4 separate regions of the Mus musculus genome follow, and all the other regions are linked to region 3. The links are chromatin contacts, called in public Hi-C, Micro-C and promoter capture Hi-C maps. All regions are on one chromosome and are shown on one strand. Each heading gives the region's core, a stretch centred on a gene start, on an enhancer-like site or on the middle of the called end of the contact. The rest is flanking DNA. Distances are from core to core; before and after follow the strand shown.

Region 1 (2,894 bases), core at 353-2,852, 190 kb after region 3:
GTTTTTGTTCATCTCTGGCAAGCCTAGCTCTTGGGACAACTCCTTTAACCTTTCTGAGCCTAGAGAGTGTCAGTAACCTCTATGAAATCACTGAGTAGCCTGGAATCAAGGGAACTTCGCCTGCCGTCTGGCGAGTAGAAGGTCCCCAGGCAGTGGTGTTTGCTACTGTCATCTGAAATGAATTAATCACAGGATGTGGTAAGTTCTGCAAAGGAAATCAACAGGTATCTTGACAGGGAACTAAGAGCTGGGGTGGGGAGCAAAGTCCTTTGGACAGCCTGGTCTGTCTGTTGGTCGGTCGGGGCCTCCCATGAGTTGATGTTACACAGTGAGGATGCTGCCTGCTCTGTGACGAGCTGGGGTGGAGTTTCCTGAAGAGGAATAGCAGGTGCACAGACCCGGAGACAGGAAGGAGCCTGATGAGAAACAGGCCGTGTGACCTCAGATTGGGGGCTGGGGCTGGGGGTGGGGGTGGGGAAGGAAGGCAGAAGAAGATAAAGTCCAGGAGGAATCAGAGACCAACCGATACAGGGCATAAGGTCAGGAGGCAGTGTAAGTGTGAGAGAAGCCATTCCATACTGGAGCTCAGAGCTACTCTGTGCTCTTAACTTCGGGACTGCCTCACAGAACTGTGTTCAGGAACTAGCCCCTTAGCAAGAGATGTAGTTCTGTTAAATAGAAAGTGAATTCACGGTTGGTCGCTCGCTCGCTCGCTCGCTCACAGAGACTGGGAAGGATCAGGAAATCAGGAACAGCCCCAGATAACACCACTAACAATTGTCCTAAGGACACCTGTCTCTGGGTGGGGAAGATGTCACTTTTATAACCCCGGCCCTGACAATAAAACATAGCTTCCAATCTGCCCTCACAACCCCTGCTAACGATGATCCCCTATGACCCCCACACAACTAGCCCTGCAGTGTCCTGGCTGCCCCGCCTCCCAGCTCCTGACCTAGGCCTCCGATGGCAGTACCTAATTGGCTGAGCCTGGCTAGTACTCCGGTGCTCTGGCTTCAAGGAAGGCTGGGAAATGAGTGGGCAGTGTTTGTCTTCTTTAGTAGGACTTGGGCTCTGGTTTCTGAGCTGGGGGCTCCCCAGGCCCAGGAAGGGAGTTCAACTATAGGGCAACCCCACACACGCTTGGCTGTTAGAGATGTCCCAGGCCTCGCCGGTCAGCCTGGAAACACGTGTTCTCTTGAGTGTGCACTTAGTGTGTGGCGGGGCTCTGAGAAGAGTTTTGGCTGCTTTCTTCCTGGCCGATGATAATTTAAAAAACAGCCCTGACTCTGGAGGCAACCATTTCTCTCTGGTATGAGAGGTCAGGCTCCGTGTTTTTAAAAATCCGTTCACTGCGTGCAGGTGTATAGTGTTTGGGTAACTTGTTTCCCTGTGTTTATCACAGATCTGCATTCCTCATGGAATGCCCTGGCTATTGTCAGCCCTCATAATTGGTTCGTGTTCCAGCCGCTCCAGCCGCAGCATGGGCTGTATTGTCTATTTGCAGTTCTTCAGCAGAGTTTATTGTTTATGTATGTGGTCTCCAGGAAGCTGCATTCGGAAATCTCTGCCTCACCAGGAAGTCTCTCTTAAAGAGGCAGCGTCCTGGGAGAGGCCTATGTGGGAGCAGGTGCTAGGCCTCCAGTAAGGACGGCATTATCCCTTGTGTAGACACTTAGACCTCTCCCCAGCATCCGGCTGGTGTGCTGTTTCCCAGTATTGGTGACTCCTTTACAATTCTGATTTAAGGAGGTGAAAGTAGCAATTTTTATTCTTCAGATGCACCCAATCACACATTTTAAAAAGGAGAAAAGTACTTTACTGTTAGACTATCAGGGTGCTGTGCATCATGGAGACAGAGTGCATCTTAATATCTTGGTATTTTCTTGAGGATGTTTTTGTAGAATTCTTGAACTCTTCAGATGGACACAGTGATGAATAAATATGGGTGCCCAAAAGGTCGAGGCAGGAGAATTCCAAGTGCAAAGCCATGCTGGGCTATCACATTAGACCCCACCACAAACAAGCAGATCAGAATCAAACAGAATTTAAAAGAGGATACATTTTCTTCACTTTGAAAAGAAGTAAAAATATTTTTTTTTAAAAGTAACAGAAATATTTAAACCTATACAAAAATAGAATGTGAGGACCCCTGGTGTCCTTACACGGTTTGCTCTGCCTTCACACACGTCAGTCAGTGTCCTGTAGGACTTCCCACACGTTGTTGAGAAAGGAAGGCACCATTACATGTGTTCTACACATGAGAAAACTCAGGTTGCAGAAGTGAAGTGTCTTACCAAGCAGTACCGGGCCCAGCCCATCACATCTTACTGCTTTTCCTAGCCCTGGCAGGCGGCTGTAGCTAAAGTTACTATAGGGAGGGAGGGGCTGAGGAGATGGCTCAGTGGGTAAAGGCGAGGGAGCCTGACTGCCCCGGTTTCGTACACAGAACCCACATTATGGAGGAAGGAGAGAAGTGATTGCCCTATGTGGGTCAAGGAACACACACACATGAAAGAAATGCCCTGATTGTTTTAAGTATACCTGAAAAAACGGAGGAGAAACTTTGTAGTAAAAATGACTTTTGCTTTGTTACATAGTTTGACCCAGAACATTAAAACGTAAAGTTGTTTTTCTGACCTAAGCAAATTTCTTCTTAAAAATCCTCCTGGTTATTATTATTCAGTAGAAGCTTCAAAAATGCCATCCTCACCCCCACGTTCGGCCTTTCCACTCGTAACTTGATTTGGCAGTAGACTGACAAATAGTAAGTGCCATTTCCAAGTAAGGAAGTTCTCTGGCTGATAGAGATCAGCTCCATTCGTGTAAACCTTTTCTCTTCCAAAGAACCGAGCGGAGGTCAGTAACCCGCAAGGGGTTCACTTTTAACGGCGAGG
Region 2 (3,290 bases), core at 287-2,786, 170 kb before region 3:
CTTGTCTTGTAAACTTGAAAACTGAAATTCCTGAGCCCCAGAGGACGAGCTTTAGAAGTTTTAGTGGAGACCATAGGCAGGAGCTTAGCATAAAGAGAGAGGGCAGGGTCCTGCACAGCAGAAGCAGGGCCCAGGGAACAGGCTGCTGCTGACGGAGTGGCCATGGGGGATTTTATCCGGCTTGTAGAAGAAACTGGGGTGAGGCACTGGGGTTGAGGGGCTCAGTCTCCTCAGCCTCGGTGCTGTCCAGATGCTCTCAGACTTCAGTCACGACCTCACAAAGTTTCCAGGCAAAAATGTGCATTTAGGAGAAAAGATAGAGACCAAAGCAAGACAAAAAGCCCAGCCTACTTTTCCTGCCATTTCTAGCTTCTGGCCAGAACAGAACCAAAGCTGTTTCCAGCTTCCGCCCAAGCAGAGGAACCAAGGTCCCTGTTCTACGGCACCCACCAATCCCTGTTTCACCATGCAGCCCGGTCCTCATGTGCCTCCATCTGGGAGGCAGGAGTTCATCCCGCTGAGGCTCTGTGCCTCCAAGGCACAGAAGGTGACTGCGGGTTTAGAACTATAACTCACGTCTGCGCTTTCTGCCTTGAAGCGTTGACGTAGGGTTAGACGGACACTGTGAGTTACTTACAGGAAGATCTGCAGAAGTAATTAGGTGACCCAAAGTAAAAGAGACAGGCATAATAAACTGAAGGCAAGATATTTATTGTGACTAAGTTAGGTTACTTAGGCCCAAGTGGGGAGTCAATAGATTCTCAAAATCAGTTTCCAAGGGTCTTTTTCATAAACGTTTCACAGGTTATCGCTCCTGCATTATAAGAAATCAAAGCAACTTTTATTTAACCCTGTATCCTTGAAGCTAACATTTAAGTCACCATAATAGAAACACAACCTGTTATACTTTACATTCTGGAAGGTAACAACATCACAGGTAGAGGTGTTCTGTCTGCTCACAACCTCCTATTCCCAACACAGAGCTTTCCAACAGCCTCTGACAGCAAGAAGGCTCAAACCTTGTGGGCAAAAGAATCAGAGTGGGCTGTTGGTAGCTGTTAACTCAGTGGCAGCAACAGCTAGAAGCAACCAAACACACAAACGAAAAACTTCGGCCGAGTGAACGCCCCCTAGTGGGAAACAGCGGGCAGCCTGAGAGAAGCACCCTGGCAACTGGAACTTTTTAACAAGGGAAGTGTTAACAAGTTTAACAAGGAGCACTTGCTGACCTCAGAGTGTGTCCCCCTCCCCTAGGTTCAATTTCTCTTCCCTGATTGGACCTATTTTCTTCACTTCATTTGCATGCCTGCATTCAGCTGGCATCCTATGACTTTAAGCTTCAGAACGCAGGCCGAGGCCGGATTGAGCAGGCTGCCTATTGCTTATGGCCTTTGTACTGGGACAACCGATCCCTAGACCCAGCCCCCCCAGGACTCATCTTTTACCACAGGCAAAGGGGACCTGTTCCTAACTCAGACTTAGATGGTAATTCATTCCGCAAGCACTTTCCAGTCTTTGTTTCTGAGACCTGCTGGTCTGGACACGCCCAGACCGGCAGCTTGCTCTCACATCTGCTCTTGGTTTCTAGAGCCATGACACTTCTCAGACCTGAAATGGTCTCGCTGCTGCTGGAAGTTCAAACCCACTTCATTTAAATCCTAAATGGCAATCTGTTTTCAGTTGCTTTACCCTGTTTTAAGGTTTTTAATCCCCAGCTAGCAGTAAAGTACCTGACGGTGATCTGCTAGTACAACAGAGCGCTGGCATCCAAGTGACCCAGTAACACCCAGAACACGGAATGTATTTCAAGTTGATGAAACAGAGGCGTTGACGTTCGTGTGTAATGAACATAGAGACCTTTAGGCAACTGATAGCCTCGGAGTCTCTTCTTTGTGGCAATGTCTGTCAGTGTGAGGTAAAACTGGTCCCTTACCAGAACAGAGAGGCCTGGGATCTGACCCTGGGCCTTTCTAACTCAGAGCATATGGACTAGTCATTGATGACAATGGGAAAAAGAAAAAAGCTTCGGTTGTTTTTCTGCCCATCTCTCTCCATTTCTTCATACATGGTGCTCTTCTTTTGTGGAGATACTAAAATGCTTATATCAGAGAGCAAGAAAAAGAGGCCTGTCTTTTCAGGACTGAAACAACCCTATGGTGCATTTGGCAGGAAACAACTCACCGCTGAATGAAGTCAGCCGTGTCTGTCACCCCCGGGGCCAGCGTCCTGCAGGCTGTAGGAGACCCAGGCCCCAACTCTCACTACAACTCTGCTGCCTGGTCCAAGGGTCCCAGCTTCTGTTCCCTCTCCTCCAGAAACTTCTCTCTGTGTGTTCCTAGATGGAGCACATTCTCTGCCTTCCTCAAGAAACTCTCCTGCAGTCTAGTGACTTTAACAAGGTCCCCTGGCTGCCTTATTCCTTCCCTTGCTCAGTCATCTCTTAGAATATTTCTCAGTGAAAACGCAATCATTTTTTTCTACTAGGGAGCATTTTTGTAATTACATATATTTGTGGGAGGAAATCTATGACAGCAAAGAGCCGCACAATATGAAATTTCCAGAACCAATGGATAAGACGCTGAACGAACTGCAGAAAATAATAATTCTTCGATGTCTAAGGCCTGATAAGGTAAAAAAAAAAAATTGAAATCCAGATAAAATGCGGTCTATGATGTACCAGTCCTAAATACAACAGCTTCATGTTACATAATGACACTGTAGTCTAGGAAGGGCCCCTTAACTGTGAAAATGGTGGAACTGGAATCTCAGTCTTGCTCTGTGGCTGTACTGAAAATGTTGAGACAGAAAAAGGCAAAGGGAAGTGGAATTTTTTTTTTTTTTTTTTTTTACAGTTCTAGCCAGAGTTGAAAGACTAAGGGGGAAAACTCGAGTTTCTGGATCTTGTTATAGAAAATGCGATCTCAGCAATGAGGAGTCAGGAGAACCACTATGCAATCCATGCTAGCTTGGACCACAGAGGGAGACCTTGTTTCATAAATCCTAAATAAAATTTTTAATATTTAAATGCAGAAAGCATATAGAATTAGGATGCTGTACAATGTCTATATAAGCTACATGTTTAAAAGTTTGAAAGTTGTATAAGCTTATAAAGCTAAGAAGCTATAGTAAACTAAGGGTAATTTCTTCTTGAAGAACAAAAGACTCCTGAACTGGCCCAATAATATTCTTCTGGACACACCCATTTGCTTTGCTGGTGGGCTCTCTGGTGGGCACTAGAGTCAGTCCTCTGCCTTGTGGAGTTACTGCTTTGTCCTGTGTGTTTTGAAGGC
Region 3 (2,936 bases), core at 303-2,802:
TTGGCTCAGGGGTAGAGGGGTTTGGTTGCCCTGCACACAGAGGGGCCTTAGTTTGATCCCCAGTACTGAAAAAAAAAAAAAATCACACACACACACATCTATTACTAAGTTTAGTTTTATTTAGAACTTTAGTAGGGTTTGAGGTTTTTCCTTTTTTTAAAAAATGATTCTTGGATTCTAGTCATTAAAACCTGTGTTCAATTCATAACAACCACATTATGGCTCACAACCATCTATAATGGGAATCAGATGCCCTCTTCTGGCCTGCAGGTGTTCATGCAGATAGAATGCTCACATAAAACATAAAACAATAAAATAAAATTTAGAGAGAGAGGGAGATAAACGTGTGGGGGTATTTTAAAATCACTGATTATAACAAAAACACTGGGCCTGGATTGATTAGTAAGTTATGGAACACATCAAGGCAGGAGTGCATGTAGATTAAGGAGCCAATAACCTCATGGTTGTCTTAGTTTTTCACCAAAAGCTAGGTCATCCATCCTGACAATATCTCAGTCTGTGGCAGCTCTGAGCCTGGACAGCCTTTGCTAAGGGGACTTTGAATGCCTAGAGTTTAAAGGAGCGTGGGAGAAAAGCTCTGACTTGCAGATTCTTGCAAGGAGCAGTGTGCTTCTTGCATCTACTCAGAGAAAGCTCATCTGGAAGGGCAGTCTTCTGTGGACCTCGTGACCCCACGATGAGGACAGGTGCCTACCCACTGTGGCTGTCTTAGGGTTTTCCATTGCTGTGAAGAGACACCATGGCCAAGGCAACTCTTTTTTTTTTTTTTTTTTTTTGAGACAGGGTTTCTCTGTGTAGCCCTGGCTGTCCTGGAACTCACTCTGTAGACCAGGCTGGCCTCTAACTCAGAAATCCACCTGCCTCTGCCTTCCGAGTGCTGGGATTAAAGGTGCGCACCACCACCGCCCGTCTTGACTCAATCTTTATCTTTTTTTTCATAACTGTCGATTTGTCCATCCAGCAAGGCTATGTGACCTTATGAAAGTCAGTTCGTGGTTGTAGCCTTTATTGATTGCTTCCTACATGTTAACAGAACTCTCCCTGGATGAAGAGTCTTGTTCTTCATTTCGTCTTACTGGGAACAGCACTTTGGAGGAAGCAAATAATTTGTCCTGGGTCCCAGGAGTAAATGTAGAGACAGGATTTCCCTAGAGGCTTTATTATGACATTTCCTTGTCATTTCATTGGTAGGGTGCAAGAAGGAACTTGACATTTGAAAAGCAAGTACTTATTAAATCATTAATTTTAAAATTACTATTATTATATTCTTTGATTCGCCCCAAGTTTTTGCATGGAGAAGTCATTTGGACAAATCCTTTGGATTAAAAAAAAAAAAAAAATCCCTTAGTGCTGAACCTCCTGCTGTGTCAATCTCCGGTGGAAGCCAGAGTCTCCTGTGCATTGGGGCGGGGCCAAGACCGAAGGGCCGGGCTACAGGATCAGAACCAGGACGGAAAGCTGAGATTGAGGGCGGAACCTGGAGGAAAGAGGAGGGGCGAAGCCCGGCAGCGCATGCCCGGTGAGGGCTGCCAGCCTCGGCCGCCGCCGCTACCGCCGCCGCCCACTCGGGACTAGAGAGCGAGCTACAGGCAGCAACCTAGCGGAGACCGGCCCAACTGGGCGAGCGTACGGCCATGGCCCCGTGGCTGCAGCTCTGCTCCTTCTTCTTCACTGTCAACGCCTGTCTCAACGGCTCGCAGCTGGCAGTGGCCGCGGGCGGCTCCGGCCGCGCGAGGGGCGCGGACACCTGTGGCTGGAGGGTAAGGCGAAGGCTTCTCCGGGTTCCAGGTTACCTGGGGGCGCGCCGCGCGCACAGGTGTTCGCGCGCAGGCGAGCGGGGACCGCGGGGATCGCTGGACGCCGGATCCGCGAGCAACGGGGTTCTCAGCTTTTCTAGCCGCTCATCCTGCGTCTGGATCCCCGGGCGCGCGTCTGCAGGTCCCGGACAGGATGAAAGGGGCCGCCGACCCCTGGCTTTGTGTTGTTAATGAGGCGCGGCCGCTGGCTGGGGTCCGACTCCTGAGGGCGGGTGGCTGGGCGGAGAGGCGGGGGCCGTGCGCCCCACCCTTTGTTCCCGGCCCTCTGCCCGGGGGATTGGGATCTTCCGGGCAGTGCGCAGGACCGGTGCACTTCGGAGCCGGTGTGGGGTTCGTGCCCTGGACCTCCAGTCCACAGCTCTGCGAGGGCCCAGGGCAGCCAGGGAAGGGTGTCTGGAGTGCTAGGGAAGGATGCCCCCCCTTTCTCGCAGTTGCTTTGTTTCTTTTAGGCATCGCCGTCACCTAACTTTTACCCAATCGCCGATTCCGAACTTTTTGAGAAACAGCCTTTCGTCTAGCTAATGGTCCCCTACCCTACTCCCTACCCCCACGACCCAGCTTGAGTTGAGGATGTTTTTGTGGTCAAAGGGCAGCGAAAGTTTGCTCCGCCAGGTGTCCCAGACCTGAGACCATGGTGGCTTCCAGACTTTCTTTGGGAACTTGAAAGCCTTCTTCCCAGAGCTGAGTGTTCTTTTGATGCTGTCTAGATAGTGCGGTCCTCTGGTTTGCGGACTTTGAACCTCCCACAGAGACAAGGGTGCTGCGAGTCAGTCCACACACACCTTGAACCCTATTGTGAGAACACAGGCTTTGCACTCCAGCAACCAGGAGCTTGTTTTCCTCACCTAGAAAGAAGGAAGAGGGGGTGGGGGTGGGCGTGTTGTTACTGATTTCCCCAGGGCGCAGGGGATACACTGGGGCAGTTTACTTAGACCGACGGTGACTTACGTTTTTCGATGGAAAAGTCTGTTCAGTCTCAGTACAGACAAGACCCAGGACGCGACACCTCTTAGGGATACTTGGCTCACTTGCTTCTCTCTTAGAGGGAATCCCGGTTCAGAAAACCAGGTATGAGCCAGGCAGCTATGGTTCTTTCAC
Region 4 (3,212 bases), core at 52-2,551, 210 kb after region 3:
GGTGGGGATTTTAAATATAGATAACACTGTGGGTGAGAATGGCAGGCTGGTCCATACTTTGGTCGGCAGGAGTATGAATTGCAGTGGGCTCTCCCGGTATAGTCTGGCAGGGCTAAGCACTTAGCCTGGATATTACTGCAGTGTTCTGTCTTGCACAGGGACTGATCATGTAGACCATCTTCTGTAGCCACAAACATGTCAGCTAGTGCAGATTTCAGTGAGTAAGTGCATTAGAAATCTGCGTTGTTGGGCGGGGCATGGTGGCACCCATTACTCAGGAGGCAGAGGCAGGTGGATCTCTGAGTTCCAGGCCAGCCTAGCCTACAGAGTGAGTTCCAGGACAGCCAAGGCTACATAGAGAAACCCTGTCTCAAGCACTTACATGTGTGCGTGTGTGTGTGTCTGTGTGTGTATCTGTGTGTGTGTGTATCTGTGTGTGTGTGTCTGTGTGTGTATCTCTGTGTGTGTGTGTGTCTCTGTGTGTGTGTGTGTCTCTGTGTGTTTGTGTGTCTGTGTGTGTATGTCTCTGTCTGTCTGTCTGTGTGTGTATGTCTCTTTGTGTGTGTGTGTGTGTATGTCTCTGTGTGTGTGTATATGTCTGTGTGTGTGTGTGTGTGTGTGTATGTCTCTGTATGTGTATATATGTCTGTGTATATGTGTGTGTGTGTGTGTTTATGATTTGCAGCTACTGAAGAGATGAAGCCATCTGTGTTGGCTTGATGGTTTGTTAGCATGGAAGGTTTTCAAGCTACAGTAGAAGGGCTGCCACTATTTGGGTGAATTGCTTGCGGCTTTATGTTGAAGCAACTCTGGAAGAATTTGGAAGGAACTCACTGCAGAGGTTGTCTCCCAGGAGAGAACAGGACAGCTGGGGTAGGAGAGAGGTGTCCCTGTCATTGTATGCTATGTATTACAACTTAATCCCATGCATTTGGCCAAGCAGTATGGCTCACACCTGTAATCTCAGAGGCAGAAGATTAGGCAGTCAAGAGTTCAAGACCAGCCTGGACTATATGAAACTATGTCTCACCCTTTTCCCTTGGGTGGGCAGGGACCCAAAATGGTTAGCAAAAAATGCCCCAACACCCCAATGCATTGTATTATCTATTAAAAATATAAATATCTTTTTCATATTTTTAAATATGAAAGGAGAAAACTTGGAGTGACTCAGGGAGGGTTTCTAAACCAGGACCCACAGACTGAGTCATAAAAGATGCATGGGAGGCCTAGCAGGAGGAAGGCTGGGCCTAAGTCATGGGTGTGTGGTAGGTTCCATGATAAGTCATAGGTGTCACCGTAGACACCCAGTGGTGACAGATTTTAGACACAAGCCTGATTGGGCATTTGGCAGATTGAAGTTTGTGAGTCATAGGTGGTTTGAAGGAAGTGGAAGCAACATGTTTATATCTGTGAGAAAGCTCTTCAGGACAGTGAAAAGATTGTGCTCTGAGGACTCCTGGGGACTGCCAAACCCTAGAGCAGTGGTTCTCAACCTTCCTCACACTGCGGTCCTTAGATACATTAAATTATTCTGTTGCTACTTTATAACTGTAATCCTGTTACTGTTATGAATCATGATGTACATATCTGATATGCAGGATATCTGATTTGTAACCCCTGTGACAGGGTCCTTTACCACTGCCCCCCACACCTACACACAAAGGGGTCTCAACACACAGGTTGAGATCCACTGCTCTGGAGGCAGTAACTCAAGGCTAACTATAAAACAGGCTTTCTTCCTGTCTGTTGGCCAGAATGCAGTGCTCCAGTGGATGAACCCAGGAGCAGATCTGTGATTCCAGCATCTTTTTACAGGCCAGGCAGAAAGGAGAGTTGCTCTCTGAGTGTAGCGTGTGTCCCTAAAGGTGGGGTGCTGTGGTGCTGGCCGCACATTTGCAACTTAACTGGAAGCTGAGAACACCCCCAGCATCTCTGGTCCTCTTTCAGTTTTATGTGAGAGACCCTGCAGGCATGAGTGATATCCTGTTTTAATTCCTCCCTTCCAGTACCTCACCTCTCTTTGCCTTAATGAAACGTGTGTGTGTGTGTGTGTGTGTGTGTGTGTGTGTGTGTGTGCATGCAACAGGAAATATGTTCTCTATTCTGGTTCCCTGAGTGAAGAAGGAATATAAAAATTGAGATACTATATTTCCTTTAGATAGAATTTCTCTTTGAGCTGGTCTTAGATGCTTGTAGGCCATTCCTAAAGAATAAATCATACCTTGTCTAATGCCCGACGTGAGCTTGGGGAAAGGCCCCAGCCTGAGGCATTGAGGCTTCTGTGAGCCTGAAGCCAACCTGCAGCCAGTATAACCTGACTGGAACCTATTCCCAGCGAGGTCACGTGCTTGGTCTATTCTACTTTAGTTGTCTTGAGACGTCATCACTTTGGGGCCAAAGGCTCCATGCTTTCACTTTGCTCTGCTTCCTGCAGATTTAGGTCTCATCTTGTCTGAAGCATCCTTGCGTCTCTTTACCAACACAAGCAGGGTTCTGGAAGTTTCCAACGTCCACAGGAAAGCTTGTGGGCGTGACTTCAAAGCCTCTCTTCCAGATCTACCATAAACAGATATCCCTTTTGTGGTCTGTTCAGTACACACACACACACACACACACACACACTGCTGGTAGAAGGATTATTGTTATTGGCAATTTTGAGGTAAGTGGAGAACCTCAGGCTTTTCCTGAAAGTTTTCCAGTCTCTGTCAGCCTCCTTGCCTTTCCTCTCCCAGCCAGCAGTGTCCTTGGCCACGTGCTATCGTATGAGAAGGAGATGCTAGAAGCCATCTGGTTCAAATCCCTGAACTGAGAGATAGAGAAATTGATCCAGAGTGATAGCAAACTGGCTAACATTATATGGCTAGGGTACCAGTCTTAAAAAAAAAATAGGTCACAACCTGGGCAATACTTTTTCACTGATTGTTTTATTCTACAATTTATACATCAGGCAAGAAAAAGAGAACATCATGAGGCTAGAGAGATGGCTCAGTGGTTAGGAGCACTGACTGCTCTTCCAGAGGTCCTGAGTTTAGTTCCCAGCAAACACTTGGTGGCTCACAGCCATCTGTAATGGGATCTGATGCCCTCTTCTGGTGTGTCTGAAGAAAGCAACAGTGTATTCACATATACAAAATAAATATTTTTTAAAAAGATAACATCATTATGACTTATAAACGTCCGCAGCACAGGCTTCAGAAAACTGTGTTATAATA

What was found. Promoter capture Hi-C pulls out the DNA fragments that hold promoters and counts their contacts. A called contact is a pair of places that touch in the nucleus more often than the background predicts.
Region 1: a contact with region 3 is called in a Hi-C map of the N1E-115 cell line, with 2.6 times the contacts expected there. The contact joins the enhancer-like site here to the promoter of Il17rd in region 3. A contact is called at or near these places in 3 of 484 Hi-C or Micro-C datasets (the N1E-115 cell line, embryonic stem cells and uterus), 2 of 115 datasets of contacts at active chromatin or transcription factors (embryonic stem cells and memory CD8 T cells) and 1 of 9 other capture datasets (pancreatic islet).
Region 2: a contact with region 3 is called in a Micro-C map of embryonic stem cells, with 2.3 times the contacts expected there. The contact joins the enhancer-like site here to the promoter of Il17rd in region 3. A contact is called at or near these places in 3 of 484 Hi-C or Micro-C datasets (the G1E-ER4 cell line and embryonic stem cells) and 2 of 115 datasets of contacts at active chromatin or transcription factors (both in embryonic stem cells).
Region 4: a contact with region 3 is called in a promoter capture Hi-C map of trophoblast stem cells, with 2.3 times the contacts expected there. The contact joins the enhancer-like site here to the promoter of Il17rd in region 3. A contact is called at or near these places in 1 of 39 promoter capture datasets (trophoblast stem cells), 1 of 484 Hi-C or Micro-C datasets (embryonic stem cells) and 1 of 115 datasets of contacts at active chromatin or transcription factors (embryonic stem cells).

Annotation. Positions count from the first base shown.
Region 1 is chr14:27,229,364-27,232,257 of GRCm38.p6, forward strand. It overlaps a transcript of Arhgef3 not described here. Among named protein-coding and RNA genes, the nearest start is that of Gm34848, 35 kb to the right of the region's middle. Within about 2 kb of position 1,603, at least 163 of the 459 cell types and tissues checked have an H3K27ac peak or open chromatin away from gene starts, as enhancers often do. A contact at or near this core is called in the N1E-115 cell line, memory CD8 T cells, pancreatic islet and 1 more, where this site is marked.
Region 2 is chr14:26,866,290-26,869,579 of GRCm38.p6, forward strand. Dnah12 (dynein, axonemal, heavy chain 12) reads left to right here. Exons shown (of 75, transcript NM_001370884.1): 63 at 2,485-2,629. Among named protein-coding and RNA genes, the nearest start is that of Asb14, 27 kb to the right of the region's middle. Within about 2 kb of position 1,537, at least 18 of the 459 cell types and tissues checked have an H3K27ac peak or open chromatin away from gene starts, as enhancers often do. A contact at or near this core is called in embryonic stem cells, where this site is marked.
Region 3 is chr14:27,037,449-27,040,384 of GRCm38.p6, forward strand. Il17rd (interleukin 17 receptor D) reads left to right here and starts at 1,553. Exons shown (of 13, transcript NM_134437.3): 1 at 1,553-1,781. The coding sequence starts at 1,656.
Region 4 is chr14:27,248,045-27,251,256 of GRCm38.p6, forward strand. It overlaps a transcript of Arhgef3 not described here. Among named protein-coding and RNA genes, the nearest start is that of Gm34848, 16 kb to the right of the region's middle. Within about 2 kb of position 1,302, at least 55 of the 459 cell types and tissues checked have an H3K27ac peak or open chromatin away from gene starts, as enhancers often do. A contact at or near this core is called in trophoblast stem cells, where this site is marked.